Linked DNA regions of Capsicum annuum: region 2 is linked to region 1. Evidence: chromatin contacts called from public Hi-C data. All regions are on one chromosome and are shown on one strand. Each heading gives the region's core, a stretch centred on a gene start, on an enhancer-like site or on the middle of the called end of the contact. The rest is flanking DNA. Distances are from core to core; before and after follow the strand shown.

What was found. Hi-C and Micro-C count contacts between places; a contact is called where the count stands out from the background.
Region 2: a contact with region 1 is called in a Hi-C map of placenta, with 1.8 times the contacts expected there. The contact joins the promoter of LOC107854231 here to the enhancer-like site in region 1. A contact is called at or near these places in 2 of 5 Hi-C or Micro-C datasets (leaf and placenta).

The regions. Positions count from the first base shown.
Region 1 is chr7:2,050,272-2,052,971 of UCD10Xv1.1, reverse strand. No RefSeq gene overlaps it. Among protein-coding and RNA genes, the nearest start is that of LOC107854254, 11 kb to the right of the region's middle. Within about 2 kb of position 1,426, at least 1 of the 5 cell types and tissues checked has an H3K27ac peak or open chromatin away from gene starts, as enhancers often do.
Region 2 is chr7:2,084,770-2,087,469 of UCD10Xv1.1, reverse strand. LOC107854231 (tetraspanin-8) reads left to right here and starts at 1,408. Exons shown (of 2, transcript XM_016699228.2): 1 at 1,408-2,216. The coding sequence starts at 1,716.

The DNA of each region.
Region 1 (2,700 bases), core at 177-2,676:
GATTAAAATATAAATTTAAATTGAAAGTGAGTGATAGTGAATATTGAAAAAAAATAGTGAGTTTCGCTTAAAAAAATTAAACTTTGTGAATTTGTTAAAAATATTCAAATTTCAAAATAAAAAATTTATTATGTTTGTATGTATGAATTTATAGTTAAAAATTTAAATTAGTTGGAGAAAAATTTTAATTATTTAGAATGGATTTGATGTTTAATTTGTGAGAAAAATAAAAACATGATTATTCAAATTTTTTTACAATTTATAAATTTTTCTTATTTAATTAAATTAATTTTAATATTTAATTTGTTATGTAGCATTTTAAAAATGACTTGAAATTTAATGTAATATTTTTTTAAATGACGTGGCAGACCTGTCAGACGTGGCAGCTGATATGGCAGCTGATGTGGAGGAGAGTGTGTTACACTCACCAAAAAAGGGTTTAAAATGTTTCTTTTTAGTGGGTTCAGGGGTCCAGATGACAAACATGTAAGTAAGAAGTGTCCAACTTACAAAACCGACATAGTACAGGGGTCGAGAAGGTCATTTTGCCGTCCTAAGCCCCTACTAACTTAGATATTTTGCTAATATTTTTGGTACATTACGAATTGAAGATATTATTCCAATTTATGGGTATATATATATATATATATATATATATATTACGTGGCTTGGATCGTGGCAAATATCCAACACAAGCTGGACAATCGTTAGTGTGAGAGACATATTTGAGATGAAAAATAATAATAATAAGGGATCAATTTCATGGATCGAAGAATTAACGGAGGATAAAAAAACAAATAAAATGGTGAAGGAATAAATTTGAAAATCATTACTTGGCTTAAAATACTCCACAAATAAAAATTTAATATTTTATATATTACAATTTAGTATTTACAAGTACAAATTTTACATATTTAAATTTAGTATTTACATATAATTGATGTGTTTGTAGTCTTCAAGAATGAATTGATAACGGCTTCCGCAATATTTTAAAATGAATCCCAGTTGTGTCGAACTTGCCATTTATGAAATTGTTATGGAATCTACAAAAGGCAAAATTGAGATAATTTTGTCTCGAGCTTCTAAAAATGACAAATAAATTGTGATAATTAGTTTTAAAAATTAGATAGCTAATTTGAGACGAAGAATATTTATATAGTACTAATAACAAAACAAAAGAGTAATCATTACTTTGCCCTTTGTTTCAATTTATGTTGCGGTATTTAATTGAATACAAAATTAATTCTTAAAATTTGTGGTCTAAAATAATTTTTACGTAAATATTGAAAGTTCATTATCTATAAATATAATATTTATGAACTAAGGGGGCCTATATTATCAAAATTGACAAGTCAGAGCATCAATAAAAACTTTTGTGAGGGCCCAAAAGTTCTGTTGCTTTTTAAGACTTTGAACCCTCAAAGTTTGTAATAAATGCATCTTAACCCTGCCAACTATTTTTTGCCAAAAATCATGGTGTGTATACCTTCCCCATAACATGCTAATTAAGTATATGGTCCCATATTAGGTGTAGGACGGTTCGAAAATATTTATAATGGTATTTATAAAGTATAAAATAATATATTCGTTTGGTTTCAATTTATACAACGACCTGCAGTTCGATTGAGTATGAAATTTGAATAGTGTATATCAGTCACTTATCAATCGCTGAAGTTACTAAAATCGACTATTGATGATATACACATTTCGTTCCTTACTCTTGGTCGGCTTCGTCGAGCTTTGTGGATCGTAGAGGCTTCAAGTCGTAGAATATACTTTGACATGAGATAAAAAAAAAAAATCTATCAATAATTTAAAAAATTTCTTCGTTGTAAGAAACTTGGTAGACGTCTTCATTCTCCAAGATAGGAATTAGAATTACTTCAAGTTGTAGAATATATTTTTCTGCGAGATAAAAGATTTATTAATAATTTAAAAATCTCTTCATTGTAAGAAGTTTGGTAGATTTATTCATTTTCCAAGACAACAATTAAAATTAATTCAAGTCGTAGAATATACTTTGCCACGAGATTAAAAATCTATTAATCATTTAAAAATTTCTTTATTGTAAGAAGTTTGGTAGACGTATTCGTGATTCTCCAAGATAGGAATTAGAATTAATTAACACAGTCAAATTTTTCTATAATAAATATTTTTTATATAATATAATATTTTATTATAACAATAAAAACATATTCATTTGATGATAGAGGAAGCATATTGTACTATGTACTTTAACTATTACTCTTCAAGCTCAAATTGACATAACATTGAAGATGACAATTCATATATATGACAGAAGAAAGTTTCTTAAAAATTTTAAAAATAAAAATTTTATAACAAAAATAGAAAAAATAAATTTCAACCCCTACTCCTCATCTTTGTACATTTTGTTAGATTATACATAAATGCATCAAACACGCCCTTAATATGTGGAATAATGTGAGTATTATAATATAGAAGTTTAACATTAAATAAACAAGACAAGTAATTTCATTTCATAATTTCAAAGCAGCGATTGAAAATGTAATTATAATCATAATTTAAATTCATGACTTTATATTCTCAAATTCCCAAAAAAAAATAAATTGAAACTTGATTGTAATAACATGATAAGAATATAAATCTTGAAACCTAAATTAACTCTTAATTAAAGATAGAATTTAATTTGAATTTAAATGTTGCAGGTGTATTTTGAAG
Region 2 (2,700 bases), core at 159-2,658, 35 kb before region 1:
TTAGAAAAAAGAAAAAAAAAACTTCTTAACCACTTGTGAAAAAGACATTATAGTCTATAGAAAAATTATTAGTACAATTTAAGATATTTATTTTAACATTTTGGACTTTGCTTTTAATGAAATATCATTGTTTTGTAGGACCATTTTTAATCATGCTATTTTAGAAAACTTATTAAAAGAGAAATGTAAAAAAAAAAGTAAGTGAATCGAGCTTAATTGAAATTCGTTGTATAGGTAAAAAGTAATATCGAAAGAATGAATGTGCGAAAATGAAGCGAGTTGCAAAATAATTTAAGATTTATTGCAAAATTAGAAGATAAAAGCATAATTAGACAGTATTTATGATCGTAGGTGGCTCGTTTTTAAAGGCAAAAAACGCGATACTAAAAGTATACAATGAGGAAAATTGATAAAGTTTTGTCTAAATTCATTTCTATTAAAGTAAAATATTTGTTAGTTTAATAACGTACGCTTGCGATTAAAATAAAGTACAGTTCAATATACTAAAGTTTTCGTAAAATCCAAAAAAGTGCCTAATTATCTCAAAAAGTATCATATTATCTATTAATTATTATAACTAAATAAGTGGATGAAGATATATTTTTTTTTAAAGATATTTTTATTCGCAAAGTAATAACATCAAAAGTTGACCATTACGTTTTTCTAACTGCTATGGGACCCACAATTCTTATTAAAAACAATCCAAATTTCGATAATTTGGAGCTTTAGCGTAAATTTTTTTGATATTTTATATAATTGTGAAAATTTCAATTTTGAATCAGTCAAATTATATAATTAGCTCGTGATATATTTAATAAAAATAGATTTTTTTTTTGTGAAGATATATATCTAAATAACATGTTTACGATTACAAAATTAGAATATATTATAATATAACAAAATAGCATAAACATACACCGCAACTTATCATATTTACATAAATCTCCATTCTTACAGTATTATTTCAAAAACCTCAACTAATTATATATCTTCATTGTATATATCGGGAGCTAATTATGTATCTCGATAGATTCAAAATTGAAAAAAAAATTATTGAAAGTTAATTATGTATCTTTACAACGGAAAAATTATATCTTCATTGAATATATTAAGAGCTAATTATGTATCTCGAAAGACCCAAAATCAAGATTTTCAATAATTATAAAAAATATTAAAATTTTCTGCAATTAAACTTCAACTATCAAAATTTATACATATATGTAATTTAATATCTTTTTTCACGATCTTACACTTTTGTGATTTGATTTTTTACCAGAAATTCACACATAAAATAAGCTTTAGAACACCGAGCCGTCTACCGCCCGCCCCCGCCCCGCAAAGTAGTTAACTCCACGCGCCACAATACGCGTCTTTGTAAACTTCTTACCCCTTTCCTCACACCGCTTCCCACTCTTCTTTGAGCAGTTATTATTTTACTATAAATACATACAAATCCCTCCATAACTTCCCCACATTCACCAAGATTTTCAGTTTTCTCTTGCGGGTATTTCTTGTTTTTTGCTCTAAACCCCTCAAAGTTTCAAATTTTCCATTGTTGGTCCCTCTTGTTTTGCTTCAAAACTCACCATTCTTGAATTTTTCTCTTGTGGGGTGTTCTTGTTTTTGCCCAAAACACATCATTCTTGAATCTTGATCTTGTGGAGTGTCCTTATTTTTGCTCAAAACCCCCAAAGATTGAATCTTGCTAAAGGAAAATGGTGCGTTGTAGCAACAATTTAGTGGGGATATTGAACATAGTGACTTTGTTAATCTCAATACCAATAATAGGAGGAGGTATTTGGCTATCAAAACAAGCAAACACAGAGTGTGAAAGGTTTCTTGAAAAGCCAGTAATAGCATTAGGAGTGTTCATACTGCTTGTTTCATTAGCAGGGATAATTGGCTCATGTTGTAGAGTGACATGGTTACTTTGGGTATACTTGTTAGTAATGTTCTTGTTGATTTTGTTGTTGTTTTGTTTTACTATATTTGCATTTGTTGTGACTAATAAAGGTGCTGGTGAGAAGATAAGTGGGAAAGGGTATAAGGAGTATAGATTTGGTGATTATAGTAATTGGTTGCAGAAAAGAGTTGATAAGAATTGGAATAGGATACATAGTTGTTTGCAGGATAGTAAGATTTGTCAGAAGTTGATTGATCAAGGGTCTAATACTAAAGCTGATGATTTCTTCCAAGAACATCTCTCTGCTCTTCAGGTATATATAGAGTAAATCTTGTTGTTTTTTGTTTAATTTAATATGGTTTTTATTTTAGTGTATATGCTTGATTTGCCTAAATGTTGCTTTTTATGTGTATATAATAGATGGTGTATGACTTTTAGGATTATATTGGTTGTTGTTGTATAGTAGATGGTGTATATAATAGATGATGAATCCTCTTTGTGAAAATCCTGCCGTCGTTGGTTTTGTTGTTGTATAGTAGATGATATAGATAATAGATGATGAACCCCTTCCTGAAAATCCTGCCTTTTTTGTTGGTTTTGTTGTTGTTGGTGTATATAATAGATGATGAACCCTTCGTGAAAATCCTGCCTTCATTGTTGGTTTTGTTGTTGTAGTTGTTGTATAGTAGATGGTATAGATAATAGATGATGAACCCCTTCATGAAAATCCTGCCTTTGTTGTTGGTTTTGTTGTTGTTGGTGTATATAATAGATGATGAACCCTTTGTGAAAATCCT